Linked DNA regions of Mus musculus: region 2 is linked to region 1. A link is a contact called in public Hi-C data. All regions are on one chromosome and are shown on one strand. Each heading gives the region's core, a stretch centred on a gene start, on an enhancer-like site or on the middle of the called end of the contact. The rest is flanking DNA. Distances are from core to core; before and after follow the strand shown.

Region 1 (7,647 bases), core at 3,141-5,640:
GTATTGGGTATCATAAATTAACTTGTAAATGTGATCATTAGTTGCAAACCTTCCACTGTGGCATTCTCTAGGCTCGGAATCCAACTTTCTTGCAGTTACATGGGAAGAAACAGAACCCACTTTCCTACCCCACAGTGTGTAAATTTGGAGGGTAGCAATTGGAGCACCTCATGTTGCTCTAATCATCCAAGAGCTAACAGAATGAATTAGTCTAAATACACAGAAGAAAGAAGGCAGGCATGGCAGTGACACTCACCAGGACACCATATCTCAGGTAAAACAGCACAAGCACAGGCAAGCCTCCGAGGAAAACGGTGAGCGTGGACAATTCTACAGGAAGACACACACACACACATACATACATACACCCCTTCACATATGCTCATATTCAACCATGCTTACTCACACACCCATACACATATAATTTGATGCAAATCAGGCCATGAAGAAGAAATATGATAACTCAAGGACACTGTACTAGTCAGGATTCTCTAGAGCAACTGAACTGAGAACAAATCCACATAAAAAAAGGGATTTATTAAAGTGGCTTACAGCCTGTAGTCTAGCTAAACAACAATGGCTGCCAACAAATAGAAAGTCCACAAATCCAGTAGCGTTCAGTCAGTGAGGCTGGGTGTCTCAGATGTCTTCAGTATAAGCTGAAATCCTGAAGAAGTAGGTACTTGTGCCCATTTAGGATTCAAGTCGCCAGCCAGGGAGGGAGGGCAAGCAGGAGAAGGGCGAAGAACTTCCTTCTTCCATGTCCTTTATGCAGACTGCATAAAACCTTTAAAAGTTTAAAAGTTTAAAGGTTTACATGTGGGTCTTCCCACTTGTGATGATTAAAGAAAATTCCCAAGTGTATCCAGCCACTTGGGTTTTAGTACAGTCCAGATGTGGTCAGTTGGCAACAAAGAATAAATGTCACAGACACAGAGCAATGTCTTCTTTTAACATAGTACTTTAAATTGATTCCTTGAGAATTCCATATACTTAAACAATATATTTTGATCCTTTCTCCCTCTTCTCCAACTCCTTCTGGGCTCTGCCACAAACAAATCTCCTCCTATCTTCCTGTCCTGTTTTTTTGGTTTTTGTTTTTGTTTTTTTTTTTTAAAATAACCCATGGTGTCCAATTAGAACAAGCAGTGTATGCATGGATCAGGGCTATTCAGTGGGGCATGAACACCTACCAGTGGCCACACCCCCAAAGGAAGATACTTTCTACTCTTTCTCCCCTAGAAGCTATCAGTTGCCAATAGTTCTTCAGGTAGGGGTGAAGTCTCATGCTGGACTTCTTTTTTTTTTTTTTTTTTTTTTTTTTTTTTATAATTTTTTTTTTTTTTTAAGATTTATTTATTTATTATATGTAAGTACACTGTAGCTGTCTTCAGACACTCCAGAAGAGGGCGTCAGATCTCGTTACGGATGGTTGTGAGCCACCATGTGGTTGCTGGGATTTGAACTCCTGACCTTCGGGAGAGCAGTCGGGTGCTCTTACCCACTGAGCCATCTCACCAGCCCTCATGCTGGACTTCTGACAGACTTGATCATGTAGAAGTCTTATACTGACAAAAACTTTAAAAGTAAAAGCAGAAAGCAAACAAACAGCGCGCAGGACTCAGAATTTGACATTATGAAAACATTCACCATCATTAGTCAGCTCCCCTGTAGTCAGGTACAACCATGTGGCTGTGCTCTAGCCTGGGCAGCAGGAGGAAGCATGAGTAACAGATCTCACTTTATAACCCTGGCCCTCGGAAGTCTCACCTACATAACTCTCAACAGTGGTTAAATACAAAGTCTGGGCGGGTGGGAGGGGTGGCTACAAAAGGTGGCACCACAGGATGAAAGAGGTCTGGAGGCCTGCGAGCTGCCTGGGAGGAGAGGAGGGCCTGGTTGCCAACACAGGTTCTATGCAGAACCAAGAGACTGTTTAGCATACCAGGGCTATATAGTACAGCACTGAACTCACCCTCACAATGGGAATTAACTTTTAAATGACAAAAATACACAGAGAATTAACCATTTAATTAGTGAAGGTGCCACAGCAGTAATGCTGGGTCTTCCATCCTGACCCACTGTCTTACTGTGTTTCCTCAGAGATAACATGGAATAGCATATCCCAGACATCCTACACACAGGAACATCAGACAGATAATAAGACTACAGTGTGTGTGAGACAAGGGGAACAACTCAAGAAATGCATTGATGAGTGAAAGATAAAGGCACTCTGGTTCTAAAGCTAAGTCAGTAGAAAAGAGCAATCGTCTCGGATATACTAAGAGCTATCTATACACTACACACAAGTACACATGCGATTGCTCTAACTCAAGGAGCATCTCGGCTAAAACTAGTTCCTTCTATATGTGTATTCTTAAGAAATAAAATTGCTTCCTTCTGATTATACAATATGAAAAATGTTTCTCAGTAGCTACACAGGTAGAATCAGGTCACTTCATTCTTGCGTTTAGAAACCATAATAGGCAATTCAACAGCTGATGGGCTCCCACAGAAAATGGCAGCATCGTAAAAATACCCTTGAACCTTCACTTACATCAAAAGATAAAGTTCTCCACGTTATCTAGGAAAGGAATTGAGCTCCAATTCCAGTACCCTGAAGACCTAGACATTGAGGATAACACTAACAAATAGCTATAGCTAACAGAGTGACATAAAACAGCAAAATGACACTTAGGTTCTTAATAAGGTTTCAGGTTCTTTCCTAAATTATCAAATATGATGAAAGATCCTATCTTTATACTTAGGAGTTGGTTGGTTTTTTGTTGTTGTTGTTGTTGTTTGTTTGTTTGGTTTTTTTTTTTCTTGTAAGCTACGAAGTAACTGGTATCCTGCTTTTGTTGGCCTACTAATTTTGAACTTTTGGGCCATTATACTGCATGTATTACCTAATGCTCTTATTTAAATGTGTCTCCCACAAATATTCCATATTGAACTCTGTCTTCCAAGGTGATGATGGTCTTAAGGCTCAGAGGGACAATGGGAGGTAATCTCGGTCTTGAATGTGGAACCTCCTTGATGCGATTGGTGTTCTTGTAAAATGAGACAAAGAACTTCTTGCCTTTCCACCCATTTATAAACCAGGAAAAGTCTCCAGACATGAAATCTAGTCTTAAGAACTGTGTGCATGCTTTCTCCTCCAGCCAAGCAAGATGCCTAAAGGAAAGACAGCCAAGGGAAGAAGGTGACCCTGAGCATCGCCGGTGTCAAGGACCAGGAGGCCAAAAAAGTGGTCAATCCTTAGTTTGAGAAAAGGCCCACGAATTTCGCCATTTGGGAAGGACATCCAGCCCAAAAGAGATCTTACACGCTTCATCAAATGGCCCCGCTACATCATGCTGCAGCGGCAAAGAGCCATCCTCTACAAGCGGCTCAAAGTCCCTCCTGCCATTAACCAGTTCACCCAGGCCCTGGACAGGCAAACAGCTTGCCCACAAGTACAGGCCAGAGACAACGCAAAAGAAGCAAAGGCTACTGGCCCCTGCTGAGAAGAAAGCTGCTGGCAAAGGCGACGTCCCAACTAAGAGACCACCTGTCCATTGAGCAGGAGTCAATATAGTCACCACCTTGGTGGAGAACAAGAAGGCTCAGCTGGTGGTGATTGCCCATGATGTAGACCCCATTGAGCTGGTGGTTTTCCTGCTTGTCCTGCCCAGGTTGGGGCGCCTGGTCCACAGGAAGAAATGCACCACTGTTGCCTTCACATAGGTTAACCCGGAAGACAAGGGTGCTCTGGCTAAGCTGGTGGAAGCTATTAGGATCAATTGTAATCACAGATATAACGAGATCCGTCGCCACTGAGGAGGCAACGTGCTGGGCCCTAAGTCTGTGGCTCGCGTTGCCAAGCTGGAAAAAGCAAAGGCTAAAGAACTCGCCACTAAACTTGATTAAATGTACACTAAGTTTTCTAATTACTAAATTACTTCCCAAAAAAATGTGGGGGGTGGGGTGATGGCAATTGTGGGCTTGGGGGGGGGGGAGGAATCATTTCTTACTAGTAGTTCTCATGTTGAAATTTATATTTCCCTTCTGTCATGGTTTAAGACAAATCCAAAAGTGTCCCTCCCGGTGCTGCCCGCACTCAGGGGCTTGTGCTGCAGGGCTTAGGGAGGCCACTCACGCGCGGCTCTGGGGGCGCGGGAGGAGAAGGCTGGACCGGGCGCGGCTCGGCCCTCCGCCATCCGGGAGCAGGCTTCCCAGTCATCCCCTCAAGGGAGCTTGTCGCAAGCTGCAATCCCTGGCAGCCTCACCGACCGTCCAGCCCACTTTCCCCGGAACTCACCGACCACGCCAGCCGCGTCGCTATGGTTACGGGGGAAAGCTGCTCTATTCTCGCGAGAGCCTGGCGTTACCTCACTTCCGGTCCCTTAGGCCGGAGTTGGTTCCCAAAAGCCCTCGCTTCCGGAGTACCACACTTCCGGGCGCGGCCTCTTTTCCGCCAGCTGGGGCGAGTTCCAGGCTGAGCCCGGGTGCTGCGGGTGCTGCGTGGCCTGCGGGGCGTGGCGGTGAGTTCGGGGTTGGCGACCTCGCTATTCTCCAGACACCTGCGCCCCCAGGGGCCTGTCCTAAGGTCCCTCTTACCGCTTCCCTCTTCCCACCCGCCTCCTCTGCTCCTCCCTCTCTGCTGTTCCCTACTCTTTATCCCTTCTCTCCTTCCCCTTCCCCACCGTCGGTTCCCGGGACCCAGGTGCACGAATCTTGGTCTGCGTGGACGAGCACCTCGGGTCACGCCTGTCACCCGTACCTTCCCAGCACAGCGACTGCAGATGAGGGAGTCCCCGAGTTGAGTGCCCCAGCGATGGCTACTCCCTGGAGGCGCGCCCTGTTGATGATCCTGGCGTCCCAGGTGGTGACCCTGGTAAAATGTTTGGAAGACGACGACGTCCCGGAGGAGTGGCTCCTTCTGCACGTGGTCCAGGGCCAAATAGGAGCCGGGAATTACAGCTACTTGCGGTTGAACCATGAGGGTAAAATTATTCTCAGGATGCAGAGCCTGAGAGGGGATGCGGACCTGTACGTGTCGGACAGCACTCCGCACCCGAGCTTCGACGACTATGAGCTGCAGTCTGTCACTTGCGGCCAGGATGTGGTCTCTATACCGGCACACTTCCAGCGACCGGTCGGGATAGGAATTTATGGACACCCCTCTCACCATGAGAGCGACTTTGAGATGAGGGTATACTATGACAGAACTGTGGATCAGTACCCATTCGGAGAGGCTGCCTATTTCACTGACCCAACAGGAGCCAGTCAGCAGCAGGCTTACGCTCCAGAAGAGGCAGCCCAAGAGGAGGAATCAGTTCTCTGGACGATATTGATTAGCATTTTGAAACTGGTGCTTGAAATTCTCTTCTGATCCCTTGAATATGCTGGAGCACAAACCCTTATTTTCACAGAGCGATTACAGTTTGCTGCGAACCTAGCTACTTGACCTGGTGAAACTCTGGTTACTTTTTTCTAGACTAGGATGGAAAAATAAAGCCATACAGTTTTGTTACCTCAGTTTACTCCCCAAGCAGGAAAAGCAGCAAGCACAATATTTTAGAGATTAAAATTCCTATAAAAAGGAGTCTGCTCAATAAAATGTTTAAATGCATTTTGGTTAGTCAGGTGAGTAAGAAGATTACAGTAACAGGCTGTATAAATCAGATTAAACTTTACTGCTGGTGCAGAAGTTGATGACTGTAGAATTTATAGACATTTAAATGAAGTACAGCACTTCGAGTTTTAAAGTCTTTAACATTTTAAAGCCAGGTGGAAAATGCAGTGACAGGTTCGCTCTTCCCAGAGCCTCTGCACAGTAGGGGTATGGTACCTGATACCCAAGCAAGCTCTCCTGGCAGCAAGTATTGACAAACTGTTGCTGTGCTGGTGATTTAGAGTCCAAATCCTGTTGTACCAGATCTTGGGCCATTTGCCCTTTCCTCTGCTTAGCCAGATTGGAGCTTTCTGGTTATTAGGTAACTATGATACTACCTAATCAGGTCAAGACAGAGTCATAACAAGTGGTAACTTTGTTATATTCAAGAAGAAATACTTCAAATTAAGTTGCTACTACCTCTTTCTGCTGATCTCTGGAAAAAACAACACTATGAAATTAAAGCCTGGGGAAATGAGCCATTTCTCTGACTTTGTTTCAAGGGTAGAAGTTGCTAATAAAGAAATAAATCAACTTGATGTTTAAGGTCATCGTTAATTTCAAAAAAGTTTTTATTGGCATAAAAATGAAAGTGTTGTAAATAAATTGGCACCAAATATCCCAAACATGAGGGTCAAAGCCTATTTTACCCCTCTTTGCTGTTTTTCCCCCTTCTGCCCACTTTCCTGGGTGTTGGGGGAGCTCGCTGACAACAGTCACAAATCCAGCGACCTAGGAGAAAAATTGTTAGTTAATATAGAGTGGAATTTTATTTTTATAGGACTGAGTACAAACCATCTAATCTCATTCCTGAGCTATCTGTAGTGATAACTCCCTGGGATTTTTCAGTGGGAGGGAGTACAGACTGGTTCCTTAAGCCAAGGAAGAGAATGTAAACAACCCTTAATCAGTGTAACCAATGCAGTGTGAACGTTAGTGCATGGCCAAACGGCATTGTAAAAATCATTTGTACCTTAAACAAAACTACTGTTACCCTTCTGAAAATTCAAATACCATCATGCTTTTGAAAGCTCAACAACACAATTCCTAATGTAGAACATGTTAAAGAAGCTGGCTTTCTATGGCCTTTTCCTCCACTATTCTAACAGTGTTCTCTCTCTCTCTCCCTCTCTATCCCTCTCCATGCACTTTAAAACTAGCACCTATCCCATACACTTGATCTGAATTACTACAAAAACCTAAGTGACTATTCAAGTTGGGTATTTCTAAAGGACTTCCAGGACCCTTTTTTTATAGAGTACTATACGGTGTTAACTATGCAACTAAGTTCTTCAAATTGCACAATTACCTGTATAATGTTTTAATAGAATTACTGTGATTTACTATTTGAATCTGTGTCCATCCTAAAGTTATCTGGAATTGTCATGTTGCCTCACTTTATAAAAATCTCTTAGCATATGTAAAGACATCGCAGTCACTTTGTTAATAGATAACCTTTAAAAATAAAACCAAACCATTGAGACAGACTGGTGCTGTTACTTTAGGAATTTTAGGAGAAAACACCAGCTCATTCTATACTTCCCCCAAACCTAACCTAGGCTTTCTGCCATCTCATTTGTCCTTTGGTCCCTTGGTTGCAAGGATGAAAATCAAGTATCTGTGACATGGACAATAACAGCTTGATCATACTTGGAACATATTCATGCCATTTATGCAGCCTTAAAAAAACTGCTAGGAGATCTTCATCACACAAGATAATGTGGGTTTTGTTTTTTTCATCTTTACCTGAAGGAATAGCACCAAGGCCCACACAAAAAGTATGATAACCTCTGTCACACACATCACAGAACATCATTTCTTCTTCATGGTGGGGCTGTCCACATATAATGCATGTCTTACATTCCATACACTGCCATGGGTAGGTCTTAATCATAGAAACAAGCTCCATGGTCATATCCAAGCAAGAAGGGTGGCCTAAATCAAAACCAACATGAATAGCATTTCACAAAAGAACTTTTAACTTAAGG
Region 2 (7,647 bases), core at 2,278-4,777, 8.8 Mb after region 1:
ATTCATTCATTGTAAGACGCTCACACGCACATTTTCCCGGAATCCTCACGCTTCTGTCTCCCCAGGTCCCGCCGCGGCTGGCTTGAATAAGAAAACGCCACTCCCTGACCCTGATCGCGGGAGACAGACAGGAATCGTGGACGCTTAGTCCACGACAGGCAGGGGCAGCTGGTGTCTGGGGAGGAAGGCAGCTGCGCCCCCGGTTCCAGCCCGCCCCCTCTCCCGTTTCCATTTCTTCCACTCCCTAGGACCCCAGCCCAGGCTCTCCGGAGCCTTGCCTTGGCGGAATTCCCCAAGCGGTGCCCCCCACCTGGAGGGGAGGGGGAGGGGAGCAGGCCCAGGCAAGCGTGGGGGGAAATTCCCCGCCCCCTCCCCCTGAGCCCGACTCCTCCGAGTCCTCTGATCTCCCAGTGCTGCCCCGGGGCTTGGGGGGAGGCCAGCGCAGGTGCGTGGGAGGGCGGGGGCGGGGACCCGGGGAGGGAGATGGGGGGGTGGGGGACTCTAGGCAGCCCTACCCTGTCCAGACCCCTTGCCCATCAGACCAGCCTGCCCACCCTTTACTAACTAACCTCTGTATACCTTGGACCCAGGTTGACTTGACCCAGCTCTGACCGTCCTGAGAGCGTTTGCCACCTAACACACGTCCTGAAGCAGATGGAGAAACAAGATTCACAGGGAGCATTCTGAGAGGCCCAAGTGTACGTGGCAGAGATCAAAGATTAGCTGTGGGAGCCCTACAGTTGTGTAGCTGGCGCCCCATGCGAAGGTTCTTGGGGCTACCACAAGTTGCGAGGGGGTGGAGGGAGTGCGATAGAGGTGGGGTATTCCAAGGAGACGGACTTGCTTTAGGTTGTAGGCTAGTGAGTGGCGCCTCCTCTGGCAGCTCGCTCAGCAGCCAAGATGAGGATCCAGCCGGGAGTCCCCCTCTTGTACTGACTCTACCAGAGCCCTCCAGATATCTAACAAGGACACTCCAAGAAGACCTGTCTGTCCTTCCCTTTCCACCGGAGGGCAAAAATGAATGTTGAAGCTCTGTAGTTTTCCCCTCACGTTTTATGTGAGGGTCAGTCCAGTGGAGGAAGAAGCGAAGAACACAAGTGAATGTCCATGATCTCATGCATGGCAGAGTTGGCCAACGAACAGTGGGCCTTAAAACAACTCTCCAGAGTTTAGGATGGATCTGCCCAGTCCTGTCTCCTGCAAAGGGACAAGGGAGAGAGATGGTATTCAGTTACCAGGCTGGGGACACTGAGTGGAAAGAGGAAGTGTGTTCCTGCCACAAGTTCCAGTCTGGGGTGGCTGAGGAACCTTTGAAAAGTAAGACAGGCCACATGCCCCGCACCACTAACACACACACTTCCCCAGCATTCCACACTCAGCCCTGTGCAGGCAGCAGCTTGTCAGCATTCCCATGGCCCTAGGGGAACATTTGCACCTCCCCATTCTGCAGGTCCATGAACTGGGGCTCAGAGGCCTTTGGCAACTATGGGCTCACTAGCTAGTCAGTGTTGGAGCCTGGTTTCAAGTAGAGTCTGCTCTAGGTGCTGGGCACTGACACCGTTGTTCCTATCACATCTTTGGGGTTCTCTAACTCCACAGAACCATGTGGCTAGGGAGGGACACCAGGTAGCTCTCTCTCTCTCTCTCTCTCTCTCTCTCTTTCTTTCTCTTGTTCTTTCTTTCTTTCTTTCTTTCTTTTTGTTTTTATTTATTTTTTTATTTTTTTCCAGTCAGGGTTTCTCTGTGTATCCCTGACTGTCCTGGAACTCACTTTGTAGACCAGGCTGGCTTTGAACTCAGAAATCCACCTGCCTCTGCCTCCCGAGTGCTGGGATTAAAGGCGTGTGCCACCACACCCAACAGCTCTCTCTTTAGAAAAAAAAATTATATATTTTTAGACAGGGTCTTACTTGTAGCCCTGCTGGACTAGAGCTTGCCATAATAGACCATGTTGGACTGGAACTCACAGTATTCCCCTGCCTCTGCCCCCTGCATGACAGAATTAAAAGTGTTGGCCACCATGCCCACCTTCTAGTTCTCTTTGTCCAGGACCATAAGTCCCATTACTTTCCCCACACCTCCACTGAGAGCTGCGATCCCACTGCAGGCTCCCTGGGAGAGCTTTTTCACAGCTGGAGAAACCAAAGTACTGAAAGTTAGTATAGGGTCACAGTGCCTAAGACCCTGACCCTGGTGAACAAAGAAGCTTCCTGATCTGTCACTACCTGCACATACTTGTTATGTGGCGACAGCAGAGAGACAAGAACAGAAAACTTGGACATGAGGGTGGGTGGCCTTTGCTTGTATTTCCTTGGAAGCACATGATATCAGGTTTGTCCAGCTCAAGGTGTGTGTGTGTGTGTGTGTGTGTAGAGAGAGACATTGGGTGGCATTACCCCAGGACATTTCCCAGGGTGCATTTGAGCCCATCAGAGTGAGGGTAGATGCCAATGCAGACTCAGCAAAAGGAACCCCACAATTCTCAGTTGGATATCCGGGTCTCTCAGCGGTGGCACGTGGTGTTCTGCATGCATGCCTGCTTTCACACTTCCCCTCCCCCACCTCAGAGTCTGCTTGTCTTTCTCACTTCCCGATAATTACACCTTCCTCTCTGAATCACACCTTCCTTGGTCATAGGTCATAAGTAAGACGTTGTGTAGGTGCCATTTGATGCTTTGGGTCTCAAAAGCCTACTGCTATACCATGTCCGTTTCCTCTGTCTGCACCACCACCTGGCCAACTGTGAGAGAGAGGGCTGCCTCAGTGTACTTCAGTGAGAAGTGAGAGGGCTGCCTCGGCTGCCTCAGTGTACGACGCTCACCTTTTTTTTTTTTAAAAAGATTTATTTATTTTATGTATATGGGTACACTGTAGCCGAACAGATGACTGTGAGCCATCATATGGTTGTTGGGAATTGAATTTTTAGGACCTCTGTCTGCTCCAGTCAACTCTGATCACTCAGTTCCTGCTCGCTCCAGCCCAAAGACTTTTATTATTATACATAAGTACACTCACTGTAGCTGTCGTCAGATCCCTTTGTCGGGTGGTTGTGAGCCACCATGTGGTTGCTGGGATTTGAAATCAGGAACTTCAGAAGGGCAGTCAGTGCTCTTACCCGCTGAGCCATATCACCAGTCCCACACTCACCTTCATTGTAACATAAGCTGCTGCTGGCTTGTCATAAGTGCTCACAGCCTGTCGGGGCTAGGGAACACTCAGCCATGGATACCCATGACTTTGTTCATCTAAATTTCTTGAGCTTCCTCTGCCTCAGTTTCCCTACTGGGATGCCACAGTTGGGGAAATATGTGTCCAGCAGTTTTGCAAGTCTTGCCTCTGGGAGGCACAGAGGGTAGCTACCTTTGCTATTTACATCTGCCTCCAGCCTCTAGGGGGTGCTAGAGAACTGTTTCCAGAGAACTCTCGGTGATTTATTGGAATTTGCCATTCTGGACTAGGTTGGTAATTCTGAGAGGTGGAGTCAGTTTGTCTGCTCCAGCCATAAAATTCTTCTGGAGGGGCCTCTCAGGAAGGGCGGCTACTGACCTGGGGCTATGGGTTATGCTGGTTCTTCGTTGCCCCTCCCTCACAGGAGGCCTGGGAAGGAAAGGTTTCACTTTCGAAGGATGAGATGGCTAAACAGAAAGGCCCTGTCCAGTCATTTGCAATCAGACTTCGCCTGGTGGTTGCTACACTGACTGACTTGAGGGGGTGTCAGGGGTGTGGGGACCTCTGGGAAGAAGATCCTGGAGACCCAACAGTAGTTGGTGAGGAACCACCATGACTTGGTTTCAGAGTCCGCTGGTTTGGAGCAGAAAGGTAGGAACTGTATCCTGCCCATTCTCTCGTCCTGCTTCCCCAGACCTCTGACTCTGTCTTCTCTTTCCGCAGGAAAATTACGGCACCAGCTGGGAGCTGCAAATGCCTGTGGGGGTCCCAGTTGCTGCTGGTGTCCTGGCCCTCCTGGCCCTCCTGGCGTTGGCTTACCATTGTCTCAAAGAGGTACCTTCCTTCTCCTGACTCCATGCCTCTGCCCACAGCCATCTCCTTAGAACCTTCTCCTCTCTTTCTCATGACTCTCTCTGTGCCCAGGCCTGGAGGTCCAGATGCCAGCAGCCCTTGCCATGAGGGCTGGAGGTGTCCTCAAACTGGAGAGAGCTACAGCTTGTCTTCATCCACAGCCCGGGTCAGGGCCAGCTGGCGACCCTCTCTTCAGAGCCTCATGGCCCTCTACAGCCTTCCCTACTGTCCCTCTGAAGACCCTACTGGTACCAGGACAGCCCCTCGGCTTTGGGTCTGAAGAGACCTCCGTGTTTCAGAGGAGGTCGTGGTATTGGCCAAGCACCCTGCACCTGTTAATGTGGATGAAGGATTGAATCCATGGGAGGAGGGTAATGTGGGGTGAGGGCTGGATCCTCATCCCTCGGGTGTCAGGCATGAGGGAGGGGACACACTAGCAGAACTGTCTGTTGTCTCTGGGTTGTGGCATCAAGGCTTTCTCTCCCCAGAGTCACCTCAAGAAGTCAAGGCCCTGGTTACTCCATCTTAGCAGTAGCCTGTTCCTCTGGGGGTGCGGTAGGGGTGACACTGTGACCCAAAGGGGAGCCATGGACTAGAAGCAAAAGCACAAGGCCCTCGCGAGTGGCCAATGAATGTCTCAGCAGGCAGAGGAAGCTATGTCTGACCTCCACTCCCCAAATCTCTGTCATTGCCCAGGCAGAGCTTTGGGGTCTCATGTCCCAGCTGGCTCCTTCCTGGGACCATGGCAAGGGCCACTGCAATCTCACCCTTTGTAGTCCCTGAGTTCTCTTGGCTGAGCCCAGGCACCAGAGAAGGCAGGGCCTACTGAAGCACATCAGGGGTCCCTGGCTGGTGAGCAGTAAGCCTGTGGAACTTTCTGGGTCAGGACACTGCTGCAGGCCCCCTGTGTCCACTGTGACCTGGACTCCTGAGATCACCCAGGATCACCTCATTATTTTTTTGCTGAGCTTCCCTGGGTCAGGGAGGGTGAATTAGTAATGGCAGGTTAGTTAGGCCATGGCAAGTCGAATCTGAAAGTGATTCCTGCCCCTGCTGATGCACAGGCTCACCAGCCAGTTCTCTGGAGTGTAGACGTAACCCTGCATGCACCAACACTCTTCTCTGACTATGTCACACTGTGTGGAGATGGTGGAGGGATTGATGCAGATTAATTATAGTCTCTAATTAATTAAACTGTCTCTGAGTTAAGTAAGAGATGGGGACAGGAACACTGGTGCATGCCTGTGGTCTAAGCTAAATGTGGCAGGTTGAGGCAGCAGAATGACTTGGGTCTAGGACTCAAGGTCAGCCTGGATAACAAAGCACTGCCTGGCCTTAACTCTCAGTGGGGTCTGCTATGTAGCTCAGGCAGGCGTGCAAATTGTTAGGTAGCCCCATCGGGCCTCATCTGAGATCCTCATACCTTGATTCCCTGAGTACTGGGACTATAGGCACATAGAATTTGAGACCTTGATTCTCAAAAACAAAAAAAACAAAAACAAAAACAAAAACAAAAAACAAACAAAAAAGATGCTGGTGATGAACCTAGAGGGCCTGATTTGGCCAGTGAACTGTCTGGAGTCTAGATTTCTGCCCATAGCTGCACAGGAGAGGATGAGCTACCAGCCTTAGTTAGGGGCTGCCACTTTGATTGAAGCTGTGTGTGCCTCCAGGCAAAGGACACTGTTCAGACCTCCCAGAGACCTGGTTCACCAAAGGCATGAGCTAATAACAGGGAGTGTTTGGCAGCTGATCTTGGTAAATTGTTCAAAGCAGTAGTGTGTGTTGGACAGGACAGGCTGGTGGGCTTGGGGGCAGTGTGGAGTGAGACCAGCGTGGACAGGGCACAAGTGTCTAGGGCTGCAGGAAAGCGTGCCAAGCCTCTAATACCCTCCTGTTTGGCAGGGGCCTCTGCCATGGTCAGGAAGGTCACACTGAGTCTATTACAGTCCTGCAGAATAAGAACAAGATTGGTCTCCCTGGAGTACTGGATATCTTCCCGAGCAAGAGGCTGTAGGCTGAGGCAAGTGGAGGAAGGCCTAAAGACCAAGTGGGCCCTGGAGACATCCTTAAGTACATCTCTGGTGTCTGGTCCTTAAGTGAGGTAATCACACCTGACACACACAGCCAGGGAGAGGACCCCATGGCAGGAACTGTGGAGTCTGCACTGGCGGGCTGAGGAGGGGCCTGAGGAGAAGTGGGTGTGGAAGCCTCCCGTTGCAAGGTGAGTAGTTGGTCTCCAGGTGAGATGGAAGTAGAGGGATGGAAATGTATATTAAATCCCACAGTTGCTGGGCAGTGGTGGCACATCCTTAACGCCAGCTCTCAGGAGGCAGAGGTAGGTGGATTTCAGTTTTAGGCCAGGTTGGTCTACAGAGTAAGTTTCAGGACAGCTACCTAGAAGGAGGACTACACAGAGAAACCATGTTTCATAAACCCAAATCAAACCCCACCATCGAGTTTTTACTTGAAATCCTTTCTCTCTACCTGGTGCTGAGATTACAGACATGTGCCCCAGAGGTGCTGGGAATCTGACTCAGGTCCTTATAGCTATGTAGTAAGCACTTTACTAAGTGGGCCGTTTCCCCAGCCTTCAGACTGTCTTTTTTTGACTGGAGACAAATCTCAGGTGGAGGCCCAGGATGGCTGGTAATCAGAGCCAGTTAATGACGAAGATGAAAAGTGGGGAGTTGCCTGCCCAGGAGGTGCCCAGCGTCTCAAGAGGCAAACCTGGCCTTTGCTTGGGATACCACTTTCATCTGTGGCTCTCACTTGGGGTACCGCTTCCATTTGTGGCTCACTTGGGGCACTGCTTCCATTTGTGGCTCACTATAACTCATTCTCATGAGCTCAGAAGAACTCAAGCTGAGAGGTAGTACATGGCCCACTCTTCAAGCCTTCCCCAGGGCTGGGGATAGCTCCTCAGCAGGTCCCCTCCAAGTCTTGATCTAGGCCAAGCAAACACCATTGCCCATGAGTTACCAACCAAATCCACAATGTCCCCAGCACTTGGCAGGCGGTATGTGGTTTGTGGCAGCGCAGACTATTACTGACACACAGCAGCTCTGTACCATGAGACTACACAGGGTTTATTGAGGGAATCAGATGAGCAGAAGACAGCGGCAGGCACCAGGCCATTACTATCCCACAGGGGTGGCTGTTCCACGGCTTGTTTGCTAAGGGAGAGGAGCATGCAGCTCTATGACATGATGAGGACAGCTCTGGCCAGGGTGCAGCACGCAGGAAATTCTGCCGTTCCTGGGGACATTAGAGTGCCACTGCTGGCATGGCTCCTGAGTCCTGCTAAACTCTTCTACAGGAGGTGGCTTTGATGCCATCTAACTGACCTGGTGCATCATGCGACACCAGGTGAGCAACCCTCAGTGGTGCCGCTGCCACTAGAGCATGCCTACATGGTGTCACCTCCTCCTGACATCTGGGCTGGCTCCCAAGAACTGTGGACACAGGTTTAAGTTGGGAAAGAACGCAGGGTGCCAAGTCTGCCAGGGAGGTAGAGCGAAGCCTTTAGCCTGTTCCGCTCTGCCACAGTCAGAGCTGGGTGAGCCTTAGCAAGCAGCAAGAGACTAAAGAGCAGGCAGGCCTCACACCTGCCCCTAAAAGATGCCA

Evidence for each region. A called contact is a pair of places that touch in the nucleus more often than the background predicts.
Region 2: a Hi-C map of B cells shows a contact between it and region 1, with 5 read pairs. The contact joins the promoter of 9530082P21Rik here to the promoter of 1600012H06Rik in region 1. A contact is called at or near these places in 1 of 39 promoter capture datasets (cranial neural crest) and 1 of 484 Hi-C or Micro-C datasets (B cells).

The regions. Positions count from the first base shown.
Region 1 is chr17:14,938,794-14,946,440 of GRCm38.p6, forward strand. 1600012H06Rik (RIKEN cDNA 1600012H06 gene) reads left to right here and starts at 4,391. Exons shown (of 2, transcript NM_026451.2): 1 at 4,391-4,526; 2 at 4,774-7,146. The coding sequence starts at 4,820. The coding sequence ends at 5,377. It overlaps Wdr27 (WD repeat domain 27), which reads right to left and starts at 4,331. Exons shown (of 25, transcript NM_175173.3): 1 at 4,304-4,331. It overlaps Phf10 (PHD finger protein 10), which reads right to left. Exons shown (of 12, transcript NM_024250.4): 11 at 7,406-7,594; 12 at 6,201-6,391. The coding sequence ends at 6,306.
Region 2 is chr17:23,745,709-23,753,355 of GRCm38.p6, forward strand. It overlaps 9530082P21Rik (RIKEN cDNA 9530082P21 gene), which reads left to right and starts at 3,528. Exons shown (of 3, transcript NR_015472.2): 1 at 3,528-4,002; 2 at 4,093-4,391; 3 at 5,970-7,647. It overlaps Kremen2 (kringle containing transmembrane protein 2), which reads right to left and starts at 121. Exons shown (of 10, transcript NM_028416.2): 1 at 31-121. It overlaps Flywch1 (FLYWCH-type zinc finger 1), which reads right to left. Exons shown (of 8, transcript NM_001357994.1): 8 at 7,087-7,647.